2 separate regions of the Gossypium hirsutum genome follow, and region 1 is linked to region 2. The links are chromatin contacts, called in public Hi-C maps. All regions are on one chromosome and are shown on one strand. The core of a region is the stretch at or near the end of the contact, and the rest is flanking DNA. Distances in the headings are between cores, read along the strand shown.

Region 1 (6,280 bases), core at 1,191-3,690, 220 kb before region 2:
AGAAAGTATTTAATCAGTCATTGATCACCAATGCTAAGCATGCATTACAGAAAAATGTATTCAACCAGTCATTTTTCTTCAATGCTCAGCATGCAACTAGGTTGTGATATTAACCCTACTCTCTTAACCCATAGGCTTAGCCCTTTATAGACAAATAATACATATGCAAGTCCATTTGGAGCAAGAAATTAGCAATATCAATGCATTGGCATAGATCAAAAATTGATATCTACCAAACAAGCAGAATGATTAGTTTATAATCCATCACTCTTCATCCTGAACCATGTCTGAGTATAGGCTTCTTTTATAACAGCTTATAGAACCACCAATTTTATGTCATAGTTCAATAACAATAGAAGCATAAAACGTTTCCAACACCCACTAGATAAAGAAAATTTAAGACATTACATGGAAAAAGGTTGACACGCCACATGCAAATAAAATTTACAAGACATCTTCGATACAAACCTGGCAGTGAGAACTCATCTTTTCAATATCCCTCATTATTCTCAAGGAGTCATCTTTAAACCCATCCTGCAGCAAAGAAACGTACATAAGAAAATTAATGATTTTATGAAATCTAGTCAAATAGTTGGATCATATGATTGCACTACATAATTAAAAAAATGTCCATCCTTCCAAAATCAATCATCAACAAACAAAGTCATTCCAATCCTCCTCAATGCTTCCTCACAAACACTTCCCAGAACAAAAAATTTAAAGAATACAGCAAACAAACATCTTTCAGGTTGATAGAAAAGAGGAAACATTTGGAGTTTTTAATGGCCTACCAATCCTATCATTCACAAAATTTAAATTCTTATCACACTTCACTATTATTAATTGAACCCTATTCTTGTTGTCATGCTTTACATTCTTAATTACAGTGACACATAAACCTACACAAGGAATTCCCAGAAGCATGCTCAAAAGCTATAATATTCAAATAAAACGAAAAATAGACAAAGCATTATAGTAAAAATTCTGTAACCTCCACCTAAAATCCAAAGGGCTATACGCTGGATGTTGCAAATCAATTGAAGATGCAAGCAATTGCTTAGGCAGCCATGAATATCACATACCACTAGAAAGATAACTCCCAAGATACCTTCTCATATGCATAAGATGATTCACTAACAAACACATGTCTCTACCTATACAGCTGAGCAAACCAAAATCAGGTAGCCACAAATTCATATATAGACAAGTAAAGTTAGACAATGTTCCACAACAAAGAGACTTAATTACAATTCTAAAGTTGCAACAATTTGTTCTTTCCTAGTACTGAGAACAAGGCACTACAAATTCTAATTTCATCAAAACAACAAGCAGATAAACCAGCAAAACAAAAGTTACCTCAGCCAGCATGTGATCAGCTTCATCAAACACAAGAACCTTCACATTACTCACACCCAATTTCTTTGCTGACATCCACTTCTTAATAGTGCCAGGAGTACCAATAACTACTTGAGCGATAATGGGTGCCCGTTTATTAATTGGAATATAATTGGAACTATCCATTGGAATAGCACATTCTGATGTTATCCCAGTATGCTTCCCCATCTTCCTAAGCACTTCCAAATTCTGCAAGAAAAGACAGCCAAATTTTAACATCAAAACCAAAACCCAGATTTCATTGGTACCTAAAAGAATTCAAGATCTCATAACCTAACCTGAATAGCCAGTTCTCTAGTAGGACAAATGCAAAGTGCTTGAGGAGCTTTTAGATTCGGATCAACACGAGACAGCATTCCAAGAGTAAAGCAAGTGGTTTTACCAGAACCATTGTGAGCTTGAGCAATTAAATCCAAGTGAGGAGGCGTCAAAATCATCGGTAAACTAATAGCTTGGATTTTGCTAGGCTTTTCAAATTTCATCTCAACATATAGCCCTTTTAACAATTCAGGGGACAGATTCAATTCCTCAAACGTAAATGCTGAAGTGTATGGTGTCTCCCCAGCTGTGACCTACAAAAATCGAACAAAAACATGAAGAAGTCAAAACCCTAAATCTCAGTCGAACAAAAAAGAAAAAGGCTCAAGTATTTAGGGTCAGGGATCGATACGGCTTTGATGTTGGAGTCCTCGGGTTCGTCGAGGAACTTGTTGATCTTTTTGCTCTCATCGATTTTTAGGTTTTCAACTCCGAGTTCCGGCGCACCTTTGTCTTCCGATAAAGCACTCGGTTCTTCCGAAGCTTCGTCTTCCAAATCGGCCCATCTTACTGGTGCCTCGGTGGTCTTTTTGGTTTCTTGAGGCGCTGGCGCCTCGGCGGTGGTAGTGGTGGAAGGGGCGGAGTTAGAGGCGGTTTCAGCCATGAAGCTCTAGAAATCAATGGAATAAACGCAAAAGGGTGGTAAATCGGTTTCTTTTTCTTATTAGGCGATTAGGAAAAACTAAAATCAGAAACAAAAATGATTATATATATAGGTGGAGGAAAATTATAAAGAAGCCTAGTTAAAATCAGATTTTTATAGGCCGTGCTCATTAGCCGGGCGGCTCCCCAAAATATGTGAATTGGTAGGCGAGTTCGGGTAAAAATATAGGCTCGAAATATAGATTTAGATAAAAAATGAGACCCGTTTAGAAAATAGGCTGGGCCTCAGGTACCATTTTTTTTGCCCGGCCCGAATATATAATAAATTTATTTTTTTATTTTTTTATTTTTAAAATATTTTTTTTATTTTTTTATTTTTAAAATAAATTTTTGGTGTTTATTAAAAAAAGAAAAAAAATTTGGCCCACGTCCTAGACCCGGGTCCGGCCCGGCTCAAAATATGGGCCTAAATTTTTGTTCAGACCCTGCTCGAGAAAAAATTCCTAAACCCGAGCCCGGCCCTTTTTTTTAGTAAATAGTAAAATTGTATAAAAAACCTGCAAAATATAATCAACCAACCAAAATATCCATACATTAACCAATCAACATATTTAAATTTATAACAAAATATAAATTGTAAGCTAAATTAAATTTTCAACAATTAGAAAGGAAGTATCCTAAAAAGCAACCGAAGAAACATTATCCTCATCGTCCTTTTTGCAACTAATTTGTTATATTTGGAAATGTATTTTAAAAATAAAAAAATAAAAAAATAATTTAAAAATACTTTAAAATAAAACATATATATTTATTATATAAATATTAAATGTCTAATGGAAAATAGGGAAATGAGAAATGTATTTTAAAAATAAATATATATTTATTATATTCGGGCCGGGCCCGGGCTAAAAAAAATTTCCCGAAGTCCGGCCTGTTTTCTAAACGAGCCTCGTTTTTTGCCCAAATTCATATTTCGGGCTTATATTTTTACCCGAACCCTCCCATATTTCGAGTGGGTCGTCGGGCCGAGCCGGGCCGCTCAACCCATGATCACCTCTACTTCAAACAATATCAACCGTTTGATTAAAAGCAATTAATCTGAATTATAGGTAAAATATTCGTGATTTCATACTTTAAAAAAAGGTTTTATTTACCTAAAATTCTCGCCGTTTAACCGACTTATATCTCAAAGTACATGGTTTATTTTCTTTCAACTATATCCTTCCTTTTACTTTAGTTTTTTCCTTTTCAGCTTTATTTTCAATTTAAGTAATTTGATGTTAAAAAATTTTATTAAATTTATGAAAGTATCATACAAATTTTTATACTAGAAGTTAAATTACATTTTATTTTCTTTATTCAAAAAATGAACATATTAATCCTTGTACATTAATTTATTTTTATCATTAAAAAATTATTTTTATATGTCAACATGACATATTCATTATGTTTAAGTTTTATATTATTGTTACCCATTCTCTCGTTAAAATCTGGTGATTTTTATTTGAATATAATAGACCACCTTCAAATATAGGTCTTTTAAGTTTTGTAGTGTTATTGATAATAACTGAGACAATAAGGGCAGTAATGTTATTCTTTTAATCTTAAAGCCACACTTTCTTGCCCTTGGAAAATGTTTAGAAGGGTGCAAGCAGCTAAGTTGATGGTGTCAAATACACGTAACCTGCATTTAGCTTTAAGCCTTTGAGCTATAATGACACGCATAATATCTATAGCTACTTCCATTATTTCATGCTACGAAGCAAGGCTTAGCTCAAGTATTGCTTTCCTCCATTGTTGATGGGCTTAAAGTAATGAAATCAACTAGTTATTTGCTTTGCTTGTGTCGACACTGAGTTTTGTTGCCGTCATATTGTCTCCGGCAGCTAGTTGAAGAACAACATGGTGAACTGGCTTCTTTGTTTGGTTGAATGGATATGCATAACTACTTTTACCATTCTATCATGCACCGCTTGTGAGAGGAGATCTCACCGAAGCAATCGCCACCATCGCCATTATCACCAGCTTGGCAACTACAGCAGCCACACTCTATGGTGGAGGCTGGTGTTTGATGGGTATATTAGAAACCATACACGTTTGGGGTTGATGTTTGATGGGGTATGTGGATGGTTAAAGATTTTGTGCGAAAATTTAACTTCTTTGCTCATTGTTGCAATTGATTTTTTAATATGAAAAAAAGTTATTAATCCACATTCACCGACTAGCTTGACTCCCTCTCATTCTAGTTCTTTTCCTACTACTTCACCGTCACAAATACCAAAACCAAAGAGCAGTAAAACTTTCAGTGAACGCATCCCATTCTCAGCAATACAGTTATGGCTCCTTGTTGGGGACCCATGCAAGGAAATGGGGCCTACCAAATCAATATATATCATTTTTAATATAAAATAAATCTTTAATTAAGGGAAAGTTAGGGGTGTTTAGAATTTTTATAATATATTTTTCAATTTTTATATGATTTTTAAGTATTTAATAAAAATAATTTTAGAATTTTATTATAACCCGCACTAAATTAAAATAAGATATAAATGTGATAGACAATTTCTTTATAATCAGATTAGTAGAATATGTAATCATTTAGTATTAATATTTTTATTATACTAAATCCATAACTGTTACGTCATCTTTTCCTTAAAAGAATTGGACCAAAAAGACAAATTAGATCAATTAAATGATTGTTTTGTAATTTTTTTATAATTGGATGAAAAAAATACTTAAACATAGTTGGAGACTTCTAGCATAATTTATCCATGGAACCCGAGACACTACAGTAACAGTAACAATATAAAGCGGGCAACAAAGATTTGTGTCTCTATTAGAGCATAAGACAAAATATTAAAAAAGAACATGTAATAGAAATTATCTAAAAAAATTAATACAAAAGAAGAGAAAAAGACATGTAAAATTCAGAGATGGGATATATATATACACACAAAATTAGAAGCACCTCAAATATTTTAACTCATAACAGACGAAAACACAACACAAAAAGGTAAAATTATCATGAGAGCCCTTATATTAGGAGTCATATTACATTTTAACCCTTATTCAAAAGATGGCCAAATTAGTTCATCTACATTATATCAATAAGTAAATTGATCTTTCTATTAAAATTCCATCAATTTCTACTATTAAAAGTTGATCTCTATATATATGCTAAAATGAGATACACGTGGAATGCCTCATATAATTGCCTAGTTATTTTATTAGCTATATTAATTTTTAATAATAGAAATGGATGAATTTTTTAATAAAAATGACAAATTTACTTTTTTATCTAACATATAAGGATTAATTTATACAATTTTTAAGTAAAAGGGACAAAATTCAATTTGACCCATAAATACTTTTACCAAACACAAAAACAAAACAAGCAAGAAATCCCAATTTTTGGTATATAACCGTAAGTGTTCTCTAGGGTAGAGCCAAGAAATTTGAATTGTGTGGCCATTTTTTTATAAATTAAAATATTTATAAAAATCATATAAAGCAGTTTTTTTCCTTGTTGTTTTTTCTTTTAAAAAATTCATTCATGTTAAACATTTAGAATATATATATATAAACCTTAAACACGTAAAGGTTTTCATGAAGCTAACATATCATTAGTAATTTTCTTTCTCAAAAATTAATATCATTTAACTGCTTTTTAGTGTCATGAGAATACAATAAATCAAATTTTCAAACATAAGATTCATAGTAATTACACTAGTAACAGTAATTTCTAAATTAAAATGTAACGCCCTTACTTGACCCCATCGCCGAGTCCGAGTTTGGAGTGTCACAATTGAACTGGTTTGGTCTAATATCAGACTAAAGTCAAAAATTTTCCAAAAAGACTTTACTAATTTATTTCAAATAATCATTACAACATGACCCTTAACTCAAACGTAGTCGACTAAATTAAAAAAAAAATCTCTAAAAAGATACTATTTAATTACAGCAT
Region 2 (6,493 bases), core at 349-2,848:
CTTAACCCTTGATCCTATAGATAAGATTGTGGCCAAAATGATGGGATGATTTGCTTTACAAGTTCAACACATCTCTATCTTCTCTGGTTAATGACTTAATTGTAGTTTTGATGTCTTCTCCTTATTTAGTGGCTTAAATGTAGTTTACTTTCCTTTCAAATAACATAGCCTTTAGACTAAAAATACATTAAGGGGTTCTTGACATAGGATCATTCTGAAATTACTAATTCATTTGTATTGGGAGAGTTGCCCACCCCAAAAGGACTGCTTATTGGAGGAATAGTGTTTTAGATTCTTGCATTACCTTATTCAATAAGTTACTTGTCTTTTCATTTCCATCTCTTTGATTTTTTTCTATTGAGAAATTCAGTCCCAGTCAAGATGATTGGGTAGTCTGAAATATGTGAACTGAAGTGAGGGCATTATATTATCTTCCATGAGTGTTTGCAGTGTTGGCGTTCACATGGTTTCTGACCTTGAAGCAATGAGGCAGAGGCTGGAATCTTCTCAACTTAGAACCTACAATCTTACAGCAAGTGATTTGGTTAAAGATCACTTGCGATATTTGGTAATTACTAATTTTAACAAAATTTCCCTCCTTTGTGATGATTGTATATATGCTGTCTTTGTTAATTCTTTTAATCATCTCTTTCAGATGGGAGGCAGATTGAATGTAGAAAACGAGGTTCTATGCCGATTTGTTTTCCCGGAGAGGCCTGGTGCTTTGATGAAGTTCTTAGACACATTTAGTCCACAGTGGAATATTAGTTTGTTCCATTACCGCGGTCAGGTTAGCATCCAAGAAAAACTTTGCTGAGAATTTTCAATTCTAATGGGTTGTGCTTTAGAACAAGACATTAATCCTGATTTTATTTCATCCAACAGGGTGAAACAGGAGCTAATGTGTTGGTCGGAATTCAAGTTGGGAAGAGCGAGATGGAGGAGTTTATACAAAGATCGGAAAGTCTTGGATACGAGTATGTATTGGTAACCAATGACAGCAATTTCCAACTTCTGATGCATTAGTTAAGAAATAGGTTCTCATATTTATAGAAATAGAATATGTAGCTCGCAATAAGGTTTAAGGTCTTGGTTTTTCTTGCATTGGACTAAATACTTTCAGACTTATATGTACCCAATAATATATGAGCTTCATAATTTAAATATCGAATTAGAGGTCAGTCAAACAGTGAGATCTCCATTGGTTTAATTTTGTATATAGTTTTGAGCAGTGGACGCCATGTTACTAGAAATTTGCATATGTATCATGTATGTTAGGTAGTAAAGCTCAAGAGGTAGGAGCCAACTTCTTAGCTTCTGGTTCCTTTGAATACGTACAGACCAACTCTTCTAAAACAATTATTTATTCAAACAAAACAATTCAAGCTGTCTTTGTCCATAATGAAATTACTTTAATTGTATTATTAATTATTAAATCAAAATATTAAAAAAAAAGTTTACAGGGCATAAACATAAATAAAAGGCGCATGAAATAGATACGTAAACTATATATGGTACAGGTACAGGACCAGGGTAAAGAAGGGAAGAGTAATTAGGGGGAGGCTATAATTTTTCAATCCATGTCCACTATCCATCCCCATAAACACCCAACTCCTTCGCCACCACTTACTCCAAAACCATCGATACACCCTTGTTCCTCGTCTCTTCCCAAAATCAAAATCAGAATATCATTCTCGATTCAATTTAATTAAATTAATTAAATTGCAATTCAATAATAAAAAACATTATAATTTAACATGCCATAAAATCTTTTTTTGAAACAAAAACGACCACAAAGGTCAACTAAGATTAATTATGAAACATCACAAATTACAGCATTGTGGATTTCCGGCGGATAATCCAATTCGAACAAATTGTTTTCGGCCTCGCTATACATTTTTTTACAAAGTAAATGGGCCACCTTATTACAAGACCGTTCGGCCCAAATTAAATTGGCAGAATTAAAAAATTCAAAGGCAGCAGCACAATCCTTAATTCGTGCGCCAATTGTAGTGATGTCATTGACTAAATTGTTTAGTCTGTTGACCAACCCCACATGGTCGGTCTTAAAAAGAACGTGTTTTTTAACTGTAGTCTGCGCGCCACTTTAATGCTCTCTTCGAAGGCCACGCACTCAGTTTCTTCCACCGACATCCCACCCTCTTTGAAACCCCCGCCGCCACCTAGAACAAAGCCTTCTTCATCTCTGACGACCATCCCGTACCCGATTCTATTTTCACCAACAGTAGCATCAAAATTTATTTTAATAAATCCCTTTGGAGGTTTGTTCCACTTTTTCTCCACGACGTTCTGTGACATTAATGGCTCGTTCATCATATTGCATATTTGAAACTCCTTGGTCAAGTTGTTAGCTCTTTCCCATATTTGCTTAGCCTCTTCTTCTTTTCCCCTGAAGATAAAGTTGTTCCTGTTATTCCAGTAGTTCCATAGGGTTGTTATCAAGTCGGCCATAGCTCTTTTGTCAAGGACCCGCATCAAGTCTTCCAACCAATCAATGCAGTGATCGTAATTCTTAGAAATAAAGCTCCTGGACCACCCTCCAATCGACAAAACTGCTCTCGAGGTTGGGCAGTCTTTTAAAGCATGTAACACAGTTTCGGTCTCTACTCCGCATCGAGGACATCCCTTGTCAAAATCCTGTCTGATAGAGGCGATCTTACTGTTCGTGGGGAGGATTTCATGCCCCACCCTCCACGCAAAAACCCGGATCTTCGGTAGAGTATCAAGCTTCCATAATGCTTTCCAAAGGAACCTGTGAGGGCCGTATCCCATTCCTTTCAGCAACAGCCATGAATAGGCAGATTTTAAAGTATAACACCCGTAAGGGTTATGAAACCATATCAGTCTATCTTCCTGGCCCTCCCCTCCAATGGGAATATTGCAAATCTTATCCCCCCAATCTTGTCCATACGCGTGTCTGACTTTATTAACCTCCCAACACCTCCATTCCACATGCCAAAGATTTTTCACACTCTTTCCATCTCTTTTTCGAGTGTTGCTTATAATAACATCCCCATTGAGCCCTTCCATTCCCCAATTATCATCCCAAATATTTATCTTCTCGCCGTTTCCAATCTGCCAACCAAAGCCATCTTTAAGCGCTTCCGCCGTTGTCGCAATACTTGTCCAAGTGAAAGACGCTTTGTCCACCTTTTTAGCATTAAAAATGTTGCCATCAGGAAAATATTTTGAAGAGAAAACCTTGAAGCAGAGAGTATCAGTATTGTTTATTAGTCTCCACACTTGACGCCCTAAGAGAGCCAGGTTGAAGAGTCGCATATTTCTAATTCCAAGCCCTCCCATAGCCTTTGGCTTACACAGCGTTTTCCATGGGATCATTGTCCAGAATCTCCCTTTATCTTTTCCCGACCACCATGTTCTGCTAAGCTTAGCTTGAATGTCATCGATGATGCTTTTGGGGGCCAAAAAAATTGACAGAGCGTACGTAGGGACGAATTGGAGAACCGCTTTAATGAAGACTTCTTTACCCCCAAAAGAGATAAATCTCTTTGTCCAGTTGTTAATCCTGCAAGACAATCTATTAGTAATCTCTTGGAAAGCCACTGTTTTTTTTCTTACCAATCGGGATAGGAAGGCCTAGGTAGTTGTTTAAGTTTTCCACCACCGTCATGCCTAGGAGACCACTAAGGATTGTTCTCTGGTCACGTGAGGTGTTAGGACTGAAAATGACCATGGACTTTTCAAAATTAATCTCTTGCCCTGAAATATTAGAGAAAGTGTAAAGCATGTTAACAAGGCTCTCCACATCACTCTTTTTATTTTTCACAAACAACAGTGCATCATCAGCAAAAAACAAATGATTTATTCTGGGGCCGTCTCTGCTGGCCCTTATGCCTCTTAAAATGTTGTTCTTTTGAGCATGGATAAGCATTCTCGAAATAGCTTCCATACAAAATAAGAACAAATAAGGAGAGAGGGGATCCCCTTGTCGGAGACCCCTTTCAGGGATGAAAGTATCAAATAAAATGTTGTTACATTTAACCGTATATTTAACCGAACGAACACAATCCATAATGTTGGCAATCCACTTTCCATCGAATCCCATTTTCTTCATAATTATTTCCAGAAAGTTTCACTCTACACGATCATAAGTTTTGCTCATGTTGAGCTTGACCACGAGCCCTTTATTAGGACCATTTTTAGAGCTTTTAAGATAATGGAGAAGCTCATCCGCAATTAAAATATTGTTGTGTATCATCCTCCCCGGCACGAATGCACTTTGATTTTGGCTAATGCAACTAGGCAGGACAGCTTTCAACCGATTGGCATACACCTTGGATATGATTTTGTAGACAAACCTACACAAACTAATAGGGCGGAAGTTAGTAAGCTCATAAGGATCTCTAATTTTAGGAATTAAAATAATCATAGTTTCATTAAGACTAGAGATATTTTTGTTCCCATTAAGAACATCCATGCAGCAGCTAATAGTATCCTTTCCCACGATCTCCCAGTAATACTTGAAAAAATTTCTCGATAGACCATAGATACCAGGGGCTTTATTAGGATCCATCTGCTTAATAGCCTGAAGAACCTCCTTCTCCGTATATATCTTATTAAGCCAGTCATTTGTATCCCTTGTCACACACTTTTTCATATACCCCATCTCTTGGATATTAGCATTCTGACCGTTTGACCGAAACAATATCACAAAGTAGTCTTTAGCCACCTTACTTATTCCCTTACAATCCGCAACCCAATTTCCTTCAGCATCTTTAAGCTTCTCAATATTACTCTTCTTAAGTCGACCAGTGGCTTTAGCATGGAAGTACCTAGTATTTCGATCACCCTCCCTAAGCCATCTTGATCGAGACCTCTGTGCCCAGTAACTTTCTTCCTTAGCATATAGGAAGTCCAACCTTCTGCGAGTTTCCTTTAACGTCTTCCCACTATCCTCTCTGTTGGCTGAGTCAATAACCAATTCAATTTGTTTATCCAATTTCCTCATTTCATTCTTAAGTTTACCATATTTCTTATGCTGCAATGGACCAAGGGCCGCCCTAACCCTTTCAATCTTATCCCCATAATCCGTACCCTCCATATTCCAAGCTCTTTCAATAATATTTTTTGCTTCCTCATCACCTACCCAACAAACATCGAACTTGAAACACAATCTATTGTCTTTCGGGTAAGCTTTCAATTTTTGACCCTACAAGTCTAAGATAATAGTGTCATGATCGGACTGGGTTTGTCTCACCACTTTGGTAGCTATAAACGGGAAGTTTTCAACCACCGAGACTGAGGTGAGAAATCTGTCAAGTCTCTCCTTTATCAAGCTTCCCTCATTTCTATTGTTGACCCAGGTAAACCATCCACTATCAGGTTTAATGTCCACCAGAGCCATATCGTCCATAACATCTTTAAACTCATTCATCTGGGCCTTCACCCCCTGCGTCCACCTTCTTTCTCGGCGTCATTCAGTATGGCATTAAAATCTCCCCCAACCACCCACTCCTCCCTAACCGATTCCTCAACCCTCCGCAAAATATCCCATGAGACAAAATCTTGGTTAAGGAAAAACGAGAACAACTGTTAAACTAAGCCTTATTGAATAATATGTTTTGATATAGCAAATTAAAGTGTTTTTGAAGAAAAGTAAAGTTGAGCAATTTCATAAAATCAAGTTGAAATGGTTTCAATTGAGTCAAACATTTTTAAATATGTTTTAATCATTTTCAAACAAGTTAGAATTGCTCCAAGATAAAAATTATCGATAGTTTTTTGTCTAAGTATCGATATTCTACAAGATATCGATACCTCTCTGTTAATCGATACCAAATTGACATTCTGAAATTTGTAACCTCTACTAGGTATCGATCATGTATCAATACTTATCATAAAAATATCGATAAATCCCTTAGGTATCGATATTCCTGCTCCAACGGTCACTAAAATCAGTATTAATTACAAAAGATATCGATACCCTTTTATTAGGTATCGATATTCGTTGCAGGTGAAGTTAATGACCCAGTATTTCATCCCTAACGGTTATATTCACTTCTACAACAACCATAACGGTTGGAAATCAATTAGAGGGTATGAATACCATCTTTCAAAGGTTTAGCAACAAGAAGTGCAATGCGCAAAACTTAAAGATAAATCAAAACAACCTAGAGCTTAATTTTTTCATACCTTTTCTTGTGAACACTTTTGAGCTTTCATTGTATTCATTTAGCTCAAATGTTCTTCTTTGTATTTGTGCTTAATTGGAAAACATCCTGATCTTGTAAGGATTGTTTCTTTGTTTGATTATTTGTTTCTCTTTGATAGAGGGTTAATTCTTAAGGTTTGGGTAGAAACCTTAAGGGAGTTGTATCTTAAAATTTGGGGGTCTAAATCTTAAAGGAGATTATAAGGTTAAATATTGTCCTCAAAAGTTACCAAATTAGTGAATTTGAGAAAATCCTTAGTTATGGTAAGCTAAGGTAGTGGAGTAGGCAATTGGGGTCTA

Evidence for each region. Hi-C and Micro-C count contacts between places; a contact is called where the count stands out from the background.
Region 1: a contact with region 2 is called in a Hi-C map of anther, with 2.5 times the contacts expected there. The contact joins the promoter of LOC107899509 here to the enhancer-like site in region 2. A contact is called at or near these places in 4 of 34 Hi-C or Micro-C datasets (anther, fibers and leaf).

The regions. Positions count from the first base shown.
Region 1 is chrD04:39,729,700-39,735,979 of Gossypium_hirsutum_v2.1, reverse strand. LOC107899509 (DEAD-box ATP-dependent RNA helicase 38-like) reads right to left here and starts at 2,440. Exons shown (of 8, transcript NM_001326875.2): 1 at 2,066-2,440; 2 at 1,674-1,967; 3 at 1,357-1,584; 4 at 469-534. The coding sequence starts at 2,317.
Region 2 is chrD04:39,512,171-39,518,663 of Gossypium_hirsutum_v2.1, reverse strand. LOC107899512 (threonine dehydratase biosynthetic, chloroplastic) reads left to right here. Exons shown (of 9, transcript XM_016825246.2): 7 at 451-568; 8 at 656-790; 9 at 886-1,210. The coding sequence ends at 1,026. Among protein-coding and RNA genes, the nearest start is that of LOC107899512, 21 kb to the left of the region's middle. Within about 2 kb of position 1,598, at least 7 of the 9 cell types and tissues checked have an H3K27ac peak or open chromatin away from gene starts, as enhancers often do. A contact at or near this core is called in leaf, where this site is marked.